2 separate regions of the Triticum aestivum genome follow, and region 2 is linked to region 1. A link is a contact called in public Hi-C data. All regions are on one chromosome and are shown on one strand. The core of a region is the stretch at or near the end of the contact, and the rest is flanking DNA. Distances in the headings are between cores, read along the strand shown.

Region 1 (7,625 bases), core at 2,402-4,901:
TTTTTGTGTGAATGCGCCAATTTAAACCAACAACCACAGATCACAGAAAAGAGACCGGGAGATTGTTTTACCCTACCAACATGATACATTTATAAACAGAAAGACTACTTTGGCAATCAACTTGAGACACTTACAAACAAATACTACTTTGGCAATCAACTAAAGTAGGATGGTACGTACATGAAACCCATCTGTTCTGAGGTACGTTATTAACCCCGTTGTTTGTTCTGACGAAAGACTGATCCCTTCATAAAGCTTCTGGGCTACCTGCATTCAGACAGTGAACCACATGAGTCAAAAGATCACTACATGTAAATGACAGTATTATAATAGTAAAGCTATGCACCTAAGTTCTTATTAAGTAGAAACAACCTTCATGGTACGCCCTGCACCAAAATGTAGTTTGTTTGCTGCATCCTGCTGAAGGCTGGATGTTATATACGGCATTGGAGGATTCTTGCAAATTTTGCTTCTCTTAACACCTCTTACTTCGAATTGGCAAGAATAAATCCTCTTTTCTATTGCTCGTGCTTCTTCTTGAGAGCTTATAGAAAGCTGATCCAACTTTTTTGAATTGAGAAGCTTTATCCGGGATGTAAGACATAGGCCTTTTGAAGAATCCGAACACTGGGTTTCGAATTCAGTATCAACAGTCCAATATTCCTGCGGGGTAAACCGTTCTATTTCAGTCTCCCGATCACATACAAGAGCCAAAGCTGCAGATTGGACTCGTCCAGCTGACTGACAACCAGGCAACTTCCTCCATAAAAGTGGTGATATGCCAAACCCAATCAAATAATCAAGGGAACGACGTGCAAGGTAAGCATTAACTAAGTCCATATCAATATATCTTGGAGACATTAAAGCGTTTTTAATAGCATCCTCTGTAATTTCATGGAAGACAACTCTTGCAACAGTAACATGGGAACCCAACACACCCGGCTGCTGTTCAAGCATTTCCTTTATGTGCCAAGCAATTGCTTCACCTTCACGGTCAGGGTCAGAAGCGAGAATCAAATTTTCTGCTCTGGAGATAAGAAATAAGCAATAATAACAGAAGACAATCAGCAACAACTTCATAAAGCAGGGGAACTCAACATAGAAGCTTGCACAAGACAAGTTTAGCAAATTTATGTAATATATACAGTTAGCCCTAGTTTTAAGTAAGAATTAACTCAGACACATGTATGACACTTACTATAAGCTGAAGGCAGATCTAGAGAAAGAAAAGGTTTAACTAATTAGCGTATACTTAGATGTGGCAATGAAGAATATAGGCATAAATACTTGAACACAAAACTATCTGCAGGAACAGCTTAACAATAAAAAATCTGCATATGAGACGAATCAACCATCACCAACGCCATATTGTTGTTATAGTTTCTGTCCATGTGTCCTCGAAAGGCTCAAGTTTAGATAGAGCATAATAAATCTAGGAGATTTAAGACATGATACTGTTTATCACTCTGTGCACACTTCACGGACAATCTAAATTATGATCAAAGGTGAATGGCTCATGCATCCAAAAGATATTAGTACTCACAACATTACATTACGTCCAAGAAAGGTTAAAACTACATGTTGTAAAACAGAAACCAAGACGACTGTCATGTGTTCACTCAGTTAAGCCTTGCAGAAAGTGACAAGGATATGGACATATGGTATTGCATGGAATACAAGTTTTTAGAGACAAACATATGACCCATAGAACGTAGAAGTAATTAATTATGTTAATGTGTCATACTTTCCGAGCAACTAATGCATATCAAACATATATGTCAAGAACGAAATTTGAACAAAGTTAGCAACAACCAGCCTATAGAACATACCCTTTCAATGCAACTTTAATGCTTTTAAGGTGTGTCCAGGCAGCAGTAGGCACCTCCCATACCATGCTGAAGTCGTCATCAGGGCGGACAGATTTTGACCTTCCAGCTAGATCTCTCACATGACCATAGCTAGGTAATACTTCATACATGTCCCCAAGGTATTTTTGAATAACTTTTGCTTTTATAGCTGATTCAACAACAACTACTGATTTAGCTACCGGGGGGTAAAGAGGTACAAGTGGCCTCCTCTCGCTACCAGAACTATCAACAGTGGTCTCCATGCAATTCTTTGTTTCAGCGGCTGCAATAGCAGCTGACTCCTTTGCTTTCACAGGTTTCTTCGATCTGGTTACTGTTTTTTTCTCTTTGGAACTACCAACCCCTTTCTTTGGTTTAGATGCGTCGACCTTCTTTTCTTCTTGCTTCGCACTAGCTTTCTCAGTTGTCTTTGCTGCTGTTTTACTAGTTTTAGCAGAAGTGCTCTTTTTCTTGGTAGAAACTTTCTTTTCTTTCACATCTGCACTAACTTCTTTTTTGCTGCCTCTAGAATTCTTCTTCTTTGCAATGTCCTTTTTAGTATCTGTACCACTCTCGCTGCACTTGCTAGTAGATGTGGAAGCCTCATCAGCGATGGTGCTACATGCAGCTAGTGTGCTTTTGCGTCTCTCAGATTTATGGACGTAACTATGGGCAGCACTCCCATCTTCCCTATTTATATTTGGATGGCTAAATGAGCTCTTATTTCTAATGAGAAGCCTTAACTTTTTACCATATGCAGTCGAGAAGAGCCGTGAATTAACACTACTGGTAGCCTTTAAAGCAACTCCACAGATAGCTGCAGCCCTGGAACTTACAGAACTGTGGTACCCCGAGAGCCCAGTAGTCAAAAAGGCACTGCTTCTGAGCTGTAGGGCGAGCTGAGAGCTATTTCTTAGAGACATTTTCCTCGTTGCACTATTCCGTACTGCGACTCCACACATTTGACAAGGACGGAGAGGCGAATAAGGCATGAAGGAGCATGAGTATCTCTGGGAAGTCCCAAAGTGAAGCTGCAAAGGTAACACATACACAATACTTAGAGAGCATGCATAAAAATCCGTGTTTGATCATGCTTATTGGACAGAATCATGACAAAAAATACTGTAAAAGAAAAGCATGGTGCAAGGGGAAAAGCATTGTCGGTCTATCAGTGCCATATTAATCTTAGTCGTGTTAACAAAAATGAATGATGCTACAGAAGAAGCAGTGGTCTAACTAGAGCAGTATATATAAAACTAAAGCATTGTGTGTTTCGATACAGTGATTCAACACATGGTGTGTCGGTAAAGCATGTCTTTTTCTGGCAACATGAATGCCGGTGTGCTGACATAACATTACATGGTCAAATGAACTATGGACAATGGACAACCACCACTGGCATTGTACCACTACTGTGTCAACAAGGCAAATTGCTCCCATCGAAACTGGTCACACAGGCAAAACGTCGAACACCCATCGCTCACCCGCGAACGCCCCATCAGACGGGGAAGCGTGCTGGTAGTAACGAGCAGGAGGCGAATGGAAATGAATTAATTACCATGGCCGGCGCCGGCGGCAGCGGCTTGGTGGCGAGGGTGACGGCGCGGTGCGCGTAGCCGTGCGGGAGGAGGCGGCGAAGCTGGAGCGCCATTGAGAGGGGCGGGGGCAGGGGCGGAGCTCAGGCGAGGAGGAGCATGGGCGGCTGGCTGAGGGGATCTAGCTAGGGTTTTAGGTGGGAGTGGATAGGGGGGGAGGGGGGGAAGAGGCGGCGGCGGCTTCCAGTCCCAATGGCCGCGGACGCCTCTGCCCTTCAATCAGGAGCGGTTCTCCCTCGGGCCCTCCCACAGCGCGAGCCACGCCACCATTCTTTCTCTTCGGCTCTGGCGCCTCGTGGCTGTCCCTGGGCCTCTCTTGCTCTTGGGCCCGCGGGGCAGCCGCCAGCGGGTGTTAATGCCTGTGTGTGTGGTACGGGCGATAGAGAACGTGCGTGCTCTCCAAGGCCCAATTTTTCCGCAGCACATCCTCTCCCCGACGGAACAACTAGCTAACAAGCTTGTCTAAAAGAACTAGCTACCAAGCGCTTCTTCATGAGCCTTCTAAGACTTATACAATGGAATGTGCTTAGAGAGATGCTTAGTAAAACAAACCGAAATTTTCTTAAACATCGGTGCTTATTTCTACAGGACAAATGCTTAATTAAGTGTCTACCTTCTATAAATAAGCACCGGTGCTTTGAGAAAAACTGGTTTATTTCTTTAAGCACCTACCCCAAGCACCTTGCATTGCACAGGGCCTAAGGAGCAGGTCATGCACACTGTTTACTCAAAAAAAAAGGTCTTGCACACTGTTTAAAAATAGACTAGAGAGACCGGATAAGCTTTTTCACGACCGAGCGTCCCAACGCTTAGAGAGACATATGTTGATTAAAAGTAATCAATCAAGTGTTCTTTATTAATGATCTTTCGATTACATACAAAGATGAAGGGGGGCCTCCTGAGTTAGCTTGCCTGGCTGCGTGTATGCGTTATGTGTTGTTTTCATACTAAAAAAGATCAACCCCCTTTGGAGTTGAGACTACCCTTCATTTCTGTGCTAGATTCGCCACTGATTTGATCTACTAGAAATAGTTTACTATTGTTTTGCATAAACGGCTGTCATGAGCTAGTGTATCCTTACAACTAGCTCTTGTGATTATTGTATACATTATGTACAATGTAAATCGTTGTTCATGAGTCAGGTCTCTCAGACTGATGGGTACATGTACTTCGTTTTTTTGGTTAAACGAATAAACCAAACCGATTTATTTTGATTAATAAGTTTTGGTGGCTAGTTTGTGTGATTATTTCAGTTGCCTTTCTCCAAAATCAAAATTATAAAAAACCGAATAAACTGAACCGTACAAACCATATCAACCGAACGCCCAGCCCTAATATTCGGTATATATCTAATACATTTTTCTAATATTTATCAAATACAAGATTAACATTTATTGAATACATGGTCAACATTTTTTCTATAAACATTTAACATTTTTCAATGCTGGAGTGACATTGTTCAAATAACATATCTACATTTTTAATACATGATCAACATTTTTTCCTATACACATTTAACATTTTTTAAATGTTTGAGCAACATTTTTCAAATACCATATCCATTTTTTAATACATGGTCAACATTTTTCTATACACATTTAGCATTTTTTCGAATGCTTAAGTAACATTTTGTAAACACAAGATCTAAATTTTTTTTAGTACTTGGCCAACATTTCTTCTATAAATATTTTTAGAAAATCAAACGCCTGAATAACATTTTTCAAATACCAAATCTAAATTTTCTTAATAGATGGTCAATAATTTTTATATTACACATTTGAAAAAAAATCAAAACTTGATTAACATTTTCTAAATACTCCCTCAGTAGATAAATATAAGAGCATTTAGATCACTACTTTAGTGATCCAAACGCTCTTATATTTCTTTACGGAGGGAGTACAAATTAACATTTTTTGATACATGATCAACATTTTTTATACACAAATTTAACATTTTTCAAATACTTGTTAAACTTTTTTTGATACATGGTCAATAATTTTTCTATACAAATTTCACATTTTTAAAATACTTGTTAAACATGTTTTTAAATGCGTGGATTTAACTTTTTAAAAATACATGATCAACTTTTTCACACAATTTGTTTATTTTTTGTATACATTTTCCGTATACATGAGAAACATTTTCTCTATACACAATTAACATTTTTTTAAATGCTTGATTTGCATTTTGTAAATGTTTTAAGAATAGTGTTTGTAATATATTTATTTAGAATATTTGAAAGTATAAACGAAAGTTAAAAAATGAAAAAAAAATGCTAGAAAGAGCTTATAAGTGTATTACAACAACAACAAAGCCTTTAGTCCAAAGAAGTTGGGGTAGACTAAAGGTGAAACCAAAAAATATCGCGACCAATAACAACAAAGCTTATAAGTATATTAGTTACAGCTAATTTAGCATCTAGATTAAATCAAAATGACATGAAGGTCTTCGTGCATGTCCTCCATTTTAATTATTTTTGGTCCATCAAGTAGTTGGTGGAATGAATGATGTATGGCAATATAATCATTACTACTGCTTCGGAGAAGAAATGGATTACATGTTTTTCGTGTTTAACCTTATTTTTTCCTTTTAATAAAATAGTACTACATGTTTTCTCTTTAAAGCAGATTAATATGTATTGTTATGTTATGCTTCAAATTCAAGTATAAAGAGAAAGGCTAACTTCTGGCGAGCGAGCGGAGCGAGGTTCGTCGTTAATTGGCCTGTCACTTGTTGGAATCTTCAAAAAACTTATATTTTTCGAAATGGAGGCAAAAGATTTACCTCATCCATTAATTAAGCAGAAGAGAATTGCCCAGTTAATTAACGAAGAACCGGGCGAAAATCGTCACAAACCGCTGAGCGGCACATATAGACCATGCCAGAACTTAGCCTCCCGCGTCGAGAGCGACGCAGCTCCTACTCTGAAGGAGAGATCCAAAGAAGAACCATGCCAGGCTGGCACCGTGGAAAACCACCGAACGGGCCACCTGCTGCCTGTCATCATTGCCACAGGGCCCCGCCACCGCAGCTCTGACTTCACCGCAACAAACAAACTGAGGTACTCTCACAGACACGTCGGAGAAGAGCCGACTACCGCAACCACCGCAACGCCTCCGACTTCACTCGCCCCATCATCGTTGCCACAGAAGCCTCGACGCCACATCAACGCCTTCCACCACCCAACCTCCCAACACACTCACTGGCCCCTCTGACTGGATTAACCTCCAAAATCGATGCCCTCAAGAGGTAAACGACGTCAACACGCCGCCAACGACCGACCCTCGGGTCTGGAGTTTCCCCCGGAGTTGTCCCTCGCGGAGGAAAAGAGAGCATCCCGTCGACGGGAAGGTCACGACGTTCACAGACGCTGCCGTCACAGGCTCCAGCCATGGCCAGAAACGGGTTTTCACCCAGCCCTCGAAATCCTCTGGTCGACAGCCAATCCGACAGCCCACCTTTGGACCTACCCTCGCCGCACCTCCATGCATCAGCCACCCCGGCAGCCAAATCTTGCATCCCCGTCGCCGCGGCAGGATGGGATGCCTCGTCGGTCGCCCAGGCCAGAGCCTGAGCACCCACGCTGACTTCAGATCTGAGCGCCAAGCCCCACGACCCGTCGCGCTTCGGTCCGCAGCCAACATCACCGCGTCGCCCAGCAGGAACAACACCCAAGCTCCGGGGCCGCCGCCCCGGCGTCCAGCCTCAGCCCCTGTAGCACCACATCCGCGCAACCTCTAGCAGCACCACATCTTCACCGCGTGCAGCCACCGACAGCCGCACGCGCCACGTCCCTGCCGAGACCGCGCGGCCACGCTGCTCGCGGTCGCCGCGAGCCCGTCCCCCCGCGCGCCATGCCCCTTGATGCATTTGGTCGCGCCAGATCCACCCCCATCCGCCCCTTACATCCGCTGCTCTACAGACCTCCACTCGCCGGCCCTGCGCAGCCGCACCACTGCGGCGCCCCGATCACCACGCCCCAACGACGCCCAAAGCTGTCGTCGGGGCAGCCAGATCCGCCGCACGGGCCTCGCCTCGGACCTCCACTTGCCAGCGTCGCGCACCCACACCTCCGTGCCGACCAAGCCACCGCGACCCCCTTCGCACGCGCCGCGACGCCTCGAGCACGAGCGCTCTCGCCAGAGCATGAACCCCTGCTGAATCGAGCGGCCCACGCCACCCA
Region 2 (7,625 bases), core at 2,850-5,349, 130 kb after region 1:
AAAAGTTCTGGGCCAGACCGTGATGGATCCAAGAGAAAACATCGTTCTGGAACACGTGATGATCAAGGATCCAAGAAACCCAGGAAGAGCGGTAAACTTGCAAAAAGTGAAATATCATGCTTGGCCATGCTTGAGTTGAAGCTACTCAAGACAGACAAAACCTACGGTATGTATTTTTCCTTTCAGCCCTTTCAGCAACAGAACCTTGTTTTATTTACATGTCTGATCTGTTAAAACTTGCTTGTGATCCAGGTTCCGACAGATTCAAGGAGGTTGCTCGAGCAGCAACACACACCGTGTTGGCTTCCTACGGACTGGAGCATACTCCATCAGTAGCCCTGGCGCTCCCCAAACCGGTTTGCAAGCACAGCTGCAGAACCGGAGCTTCCAAACCGTCAGCGATAGCCAACACCTGCAAGGAATGCTTGCATGGTTTCGTGAAGCAAGCCATCAGTTCGGTGTTGGCCAGCAAGCAGATGGATCAAACTGCTGCCTCTCGCTAGGGTTTAGACAGTGTCTCAAATTGTCTTTTGCAGTTGCGAGAGGAAGAATTCTTTTGTTTTAGCTAGTGCATAGACAGATGTTGTATGTACATTTCTGTGGCGTTTTTTGGGGTTTCCTAGCTGTGTAGTGGTTGCTAGGCCTAGTCCATGACAAGGAACATAGTACTTGAATGTGTTTCAACCAAGAATAATAACAAAAGAAACATAGTACTTGAAACAATGGTTGCTGGTTTATATGAGGCAATGGTTGGTGCGCCTGGAGCCCGGAACTGGTCTCACATGCCCGGATTTGTGAACGCTGGCTGTTAATGGCTTGCTGGACAAAAAGTCTCCCAAGGAGGGAAACCCAGCTGGGGGTTGTACCGTAATTGTTCGTCGCAAATTTTGCGTATTTAAGGCCGCGTTCGGATTCCCTCCACTCCGTGGCTCCGCGCCGGAGCGGAGCGGCAATCCAGCTGATTAAAGCTATAATTTGCAGAGTTACTTAAAGCCCGCTCCGTGCGCTTCGCTCCGCGGATGACTACCGAACGCGGCCTAAGTGTCACTAGCTGCTATTGGTTGCTTGACCTCCTAAAGTCTTTCCCTGAGGAGAGGCATTACTGAAACTTTCCAAGATTATGATTGTTAGGTCCAATGCTTTACCCAAATGATTTATACAAGCTGGAATGCAACTTGCATTGTTTCTATTTGCACGAATGAAGGGAATGTGAGGTAAGCAGCTCTAGGTTGGTTTGGCAGAACATATTTAATGGATTTAAAAAAAGCTAAGTTGGCATTTGTCTATTCGTTAATCACAAAAGAAAATTTTCAACTATTTCTCTACGAGAACACACAAAATCCATTTAGGCTTGACCCGGATCAGACGCATTTGAATTTCTGCCTCTTGGTTCCACAATTCAGTTCCCAATATGAGTGTAATTTTTGTGTTAAGCTAGAGGCCCTTTACCCGCGGTCTTTTTATAACCATCCAAGCAAAGTTTTGTTTTCCACCTTGTAAAAGCGCATCGACAAAGTTCAGAAAAGGACGGCCAGCACTGTAACAACAGGCACGCAAGACACAACCGACGGCATCATCATCAGTTAAAAACAAAACGTCAACACCAAGACTTCGAAAGGACATTGAGAGTAATTTTCCTCGCAGACGAGGTCGGAAGAAGGATCTAAGCGGCCGAAACGGCGCCGGCGGTCGCCACCACTGACCACCGGACAAGGCAGGCGTTACGCTCAAAGCAGAGAGATGAGATGAGATGAGACGAGACGAGGCACGCTGCCGTCCGGAAGGTGGCAGTTGGAAGAACCGGACGACACTGGGCGAGGATTTCTCTCGCTAATCAGATCCGTCCATGCTAAACCCCCTTTGACCGGTAGCCGTAGCGACCAGCGGAGCCGAGCATTTTTGCCTTGCCATTGGTCTTCATTTCTCCCTCCCTGGCTGCCTGACCGGATCGACGAATGTGATACATCAAGATGGGAATGGGCCGGGTCGGCCCGCCGGGTCACTGACCCGGCCCAAAAAGTCAAGGCCAATGGGTCAAGTGGGTTGGCCTCAAATGATATACGGGTCAGTGGAGCCGGCACCGTGCGACCCATTGGGTCAGATGGGTCGACCCATTCTGATACGGGCAATAGATACTACAGTATAAGTTACTTGTATCTACCGACAGAGCTACCGTGGCCCGTCCTGCCTAAATCATTTTTTTACATATGCGAAGTCCAATACGTGAGTAGCCAGCTGAATGCATTGAGAGATTATTCCTCCGGTTAGCTTGCCTGAATGCATTAGAGATTTATCGTTCGCTGAATGCCCAGCCTACTGCATCCCACTTCACGGAAAGACAAGACAGGACGTACGCACCTCACATCCAACACAATATATCTATTCAAAATAACTTAGTATTGACTAATGCTTGGTAGTGTTGAAGCAGGATGGTTCAGAAATTTAGACTGACCCGCCATGCTATTTCTTTGTAAACAGAGATGTAAGTGTGAATTCGCTGGATTTTGGGCCGGCCTCATGTGCCCAACGGGTCAATGAGGCCACCAATTTCTGATGAAATGGGCCGACCCATGGCCTCACATATTGGCCTTGGGGCCACAGGGCCGGGTCCAAGGCCAGGTCCGGGTCGGCCCATTCCCATATTGAGTGATACAGTGACAGTCTTGTGATGATATTTTCTTTTTCAAACTATCTACGGGAGTGACGAATGCGATGCAGTGACAGCCTTGTGATTTCCCTTTTGTCCAAATTACCTACCGGAGTGACAAATGTGATACAGTGACAGTCCTGTGATTTCCGTCGTTATTTCCAAATTATGTCCCTCTCCAGACGTCTCTAACATTGACTTGTCACACATACACAGGTTACTATTATTCTTGAATTGGCAACACATTTAAAGAAAACCGTGATAAAGACATTTCTATAGTATGCCACGCTTAAATTTGGCCGAGTCCCGGTTTTTCTTTTTCTTTTATTGGCGGGAACGTTGAGCCCCATTAAGGAATATTTTGTGAAATTGAAGCCGTACATATCATACATTTTTCTTAGAAAAGGAGATTGGAGCCACATATATCACACATTTTTAGATTGACAAGCCATGCAAAATGTCCAAAACACAAATATGTTTGCCTTCAAGATAATATATACAAATATGTTACCGGTAAAGCAAGCATGTTTAACGCATATGCATTGCTTTAGAGAAGCTTATTTGCTTTTTTATAAAAGCCTCATTGGAGTCACGGATAGTTTTGTTCTTCACCCATCGAGTAACCATTAAATCAATATTATGTGGGATATACTTCTCATTGTTATATTGTTAGGTTATTCCGACATAATATTGATTTAAGATTCTCCATAAAAACAAAAATACCCTCATGGTATGTTGTAGCCTAAGGGATATATATTTAAGTATTTAACCATGCGCCCGTATAGTCTCCATCCTCCTCACCCCCACTGAAAGGGGGCAAACATTTGAAATAAAGAGAGCCTTCTCTCTCTCCGCCAAACTTAATGGTCTCTTGATGTGTACCCATTTCGTCCTTAAAAGAGTGTACTTTCAACTTTGTTGGAGGGTCAAATTATCTCAAAGTTTGACCGAGTTTGTGCAAAAATATGTCAATATTTGTGAAACCAAATAGGTATACGACGAAAATATATTTTATCATAAATCTAATGCTAATAATTTGATGGCATAAATATTGGTCTATTATTGCATAAATACAATCAAACATAAAAAAGTTTGACTTTCTAACAAATTTAGAAGTACATTTTTTTAAGAACGAAGGGAGTAGGTAACATTGTGACGGACGGACAATGTTCCCTTGTGTCTCTGCCTTAAATTGCATGCACACCCTGTGACCGGCGGGATCCATTCGCACATGACCGGCGGCTCCCATCAAACCACCAACTGCTCTGCCTCCATCTTCATCAGAAACAAAAAGAAGAGAAAATATATTCAGGAAAAGATCAAAGAGGAAGCGAGCGAGAGAGAGATAGAGACGGATATTACTAATAAATTACTATAATTAATTTCGTCCCCAAACAAAAAGATGCACAGTACGTAGACATTAATTACTCTCAGTCTTGTCCTGTGATGAAGCGCTTGGACTGCGTCCACCTCCAAAACACGCAGCCGCCTTTTCCACGCGCCCACCGGGTCTGAATTCCTCCTCCCTCCGCCTCCCCTCTCCCTCTCCCGAACCCGCGCGGCGAAAGCAACAGCCGGAGCACGGGCAGGAAGGAAGGAGGAGACCTCTCTCTCGCGCGCGCGCGTCGTCGTCTCCGCCGATCCTCGCCCTGCTCCTCCCCTTGCTCTGCTCCCTCGGGGTCGCCGTCCCAGGCCGGAAGCTTCGCGCACAAAGGCGCTGAGGTATGATGCACGCCTCCCGCCCGGCTTTTTGGACAGATCGCTTTTATTTCGGGCGACCCGATCACCCAATTCCGACGCGGGGTTGCCTTCATGGCGCGCCGCGCCGCGGAATTCTGGCGCGGGACTGCTTGTTCCCTAGGCGCGTGACGCGTCCGTACGTCGCGCCGCGAGGATTTCGGGTTCGAGATTGCTTGTTGACGCGTGCTGCTGTGCTGCTCCGTGGCAGGAGGAGCGGGAGGAGCCTAGAGAGTGCGCGCCGACGCGGTCGCCGCTCTGCGCCTGCGCCGGGGTTCGTCTCGCACCGGCATGGTCTTGGCCCCCGCGCGAAGGCACGGGAATGGCGGATAGGGCGAAGGTCGTGGCCATCGTGGTCGCCGCCGGCGTGGGCGCGGCGGTGCTCGCGGCGGCGTGCGTGTTCCTGGCCATCTGGATGTACCGGCGGCGGGCCAGCGTCGTGGCGCGGACGCGGACGCGGTCGCTCGAGTCCTCCACGGCCACGCTGCGGGCCAACGGCTCCACCCCGAGCCTCGACTCCAGCGTCTCCATCTCCGTTGTCTCCGAGGGCGTCGCCGACTGGGGCCACAACCCGCTGCCGCCGGGGAAGCGCGTCGCCTTTTGGGGCTGGCGGGGCGCCACCAACGGCAGGGACCAGCCCCTGTCCGTCTCCGGGATCCCCAAGTACCACTACAAGTATGTATGGCAACTACTCCTCCATTGCAATCCTCGTGCCGTTTTCGTTTCATTGCTGTGATTCCAGTTCCTATCAGCCCATATGAAACTCATACCATGATGCATACCGTGAATGCTGGTGTTGGTGTGAGTAGCCAAAAAATAAAAAACAGAGTAACATTTTCTGATTGCTCCATGTGAGTGACTGCTGTTGGTTGGTTGCTCAGGGATCTGCAGAAGGCTACCAACAACTTCACCACGATTCTGGGGCAAGGGTCGTTTGGTCCTGTGTACAAGGCTGTAATGGCTACCGGTGAAGTCGTGGCCGTAAAGGTTCTCGCGAGCGATTCTACGCAGGGGGAAAGAGAGTTCCAGACAGAGGTAAGGTGACTTTTCTGGTCAGTCCCGGCGATCACTTGATTTGGAGATCCATAGATCATGTATCATAGCCAGCTGGGTTTTGCTCCAACTGTCTGCAACCCAAAACTGAGGCAAGCTAACAAAATTTTGGCTTCCAGTTGATTTGGCACGAAGAATTGGCATATCTTAATTTTGGTTGTGCAAAGTTATTGGCCGTCTCTTTTTGGTAGTAGATAGTCAGCATGTAATTATGTTCTTGAGTGATGACACATGGTGCGGGTAAAGGCAGTGCAACTTGCAATATCTTTAGTCCATGTTGAGTAGTAGTTGGTAGTGAAGCATTTGACTCTGATAAACTGAGCTATAATCATGATCACGCCTTCATTTGCAGGTAATTTTGCTTAGCCGGCTGCATCATAGAAATCTTGTCAATTTGGTTGGATATTGCGTGGAAAAAGGCCAACACATTCTGATGTACGAGTACATGAGCAACGGGAATTTGGCGACCCTTTTGTATGGTAAGGGAGACAATTCCTCTACTTTTCGGTGATGAAACATGAAAAGGAACAAAACCATCTGTGTAGTAATTCTGCACTTGGCATGTAGCATGGCATGCATTGGAAGGGGAATAAACTAAAATGTTGCAGTGAATCAAGAAATCTCTCTCTCTCTCTCTAATTATTTTCATACCACGTCCTGTTAGGTGATAATAAACGGAGTTTGAGCTGGCAAGAGAGGCTACAAATAGCTCACGATGTCTCTCATGGGATTGAGTACCTGCATGAAGGGGTACAGTTGATGGCTATTAAACACGTACCTCCATTGTTAATGACCTGATCTTGCAATTGATCAAAGCTACGACTATGTGTGCAGGCTGTCCCGCCTGTTATTCACCGAGACCTAAAGTCTGCTAATATACTCTTGGACGAATCAATGAGGGCCAAGGTTAGGCAATTTATGATGGAGTATTTATGCTGATCATTGCAAATGCCTTTTGTTCTTTATGTGTACTTTTAGGTGTTATTATGCTGCCACCTTAGCTAAACCAATACTACTGTGTCATGATGAGTCTGCAGTTCAGTGATCAACTGAACCTGCTAATGCTGATGGTTTAGCTAACCAGTATTGTCTCTATCACGAGTTCATTAGTAATAAACTAACCTGCTCCTGTTGGATGCAAGTTGTTTAGCTGAACCAATACTGTCTCACCACGATGTGTCTGCAGTTCAGTGATCAACTGAACCTGCTAAAGATATTTCTGATGGAAGACGCATGCAACTAAAATAATGGTATCAGTTCCATGGCAGAAAATTGTTTGCTTGAAAATAACTATGCTAATGTGCTCTGTTTGTTTTACTTGGTGCATGCAGGTTGCAGACTTTGGTCTATCAAAGGAGGAAGTATTTGATGGAAGTAAGTCAGGTCTCAAGGGCACCTATGGGTATATGGACCCTGATTACATGTCCACCAACAAGTTCACAAAGAAGAGCGATGTTTACAGTTTCGGCATAATACTTTTTGAACTCATAACAGCCATAAATCCACAACAAGGCTTAATGGAGTACATTGACCTAGTAAGTGATTTCAGGCATTCTTACAGTATTTTCTGACAAGATTTCAGTCAGTGAGCATTACGCACCTCTCCTTTTTAGGCAGCGATTGGAGGGGAAGGAAAGGTGGACTGGGATGAGATACTCGACAAGAACCTCCTTGGTGGGAGCATTCCGGAAGAGGCAAGGGTCCTTGCCGATGTCGCCTACCGGTGCATCAACAGGAGCCCAAGGAAGCGGCCATGGATATCAGAGGTCACCCAGGCCATTTCAAGGCTAAGGCAGCGGCAGATGACTTTGCCGAGGAGCGAGACCAGGACCGTGCTAAGGAGGATAGAGTACCAGCACGTGGAGCTCAGCGATCTCGCCGGCATGAAAGAACTCACGCCGGTAGGAGCCTGAAGTCCCTCCTTGCTATTTGATGAAATCATCAGTTAGTTTTGGCCTTTGAAGGTGTCTAACTTGGGTTGGAATAGATGTAAATAATCCAGAAGGTAGAGTTTGGCAGGATGACCGTCTCTCAATTGATAGACTGGCAAATTGGTAATATGAACACTCTAGTAACAAATGCTAGAAAGTGTAAATCGATGAAGGGGACATTAAACTGCATGCTGACCTTATGTTCATAATGTTGCTGCATGAACTAGACAATAAATATCACAGCAGCATAACCTAGC

Evidence for each region. Hi-C and Micro-C count contacts between places; a contact is called where the count stands out from the background.
Region 2: a contact with region 1 is called in a Hi-C map of leaf, with 4 times the contacts expected there. The contact joins the promoter of LOC123161355 here to the promoter of LOC123156427 in region 1. A contact is called at or near these places in 3 of 5 Hi-C or Micro-C datasets (all in leaf).

The regions. Positions count from the first base shown.
Region 1 is chr7B:141,648,948-141,656,572 of IWGSC CS RefSeq v2.1, forward strand. LOC123156427 (DNA topoisomerase 1) reads right to left here and starts at 3,652. Exons shown (of 24, transcript XR_006478080.1): 1 at 3,406-3,652; 2 at 1,830-2,878; 3 at 373-1,027; 4 at 181-267.
Region 2 is chr7B:141,777,286-141,784,910 of IWGSC CS RefSeq v2.1, forward strand. It overlaps LOC123161355 (calcium/calmodulin-regulated receptor-like kinase 2), which reads left to right and starts at 4,100. Exons shown (of 8, transcript XM_044579198.1): 1 at 4,100-4,369; 2 at 4,596-5,059; 3 at 5,266-5,419; 4 at 5,790-5,916; 5 at 6,102-6,187; 6 at 6,272-6,343; 7 at 6,769-6,972; 8 at 7,051-7,568. The coding sequence starts at 4,707. The coding sequence ends at 7,350. LOC123158591 reads left to right here. Exons shown (of 3, transcript XM_044576505.1): 2 at 1-166; 3 at 253-720. The coding sequence ends at 503.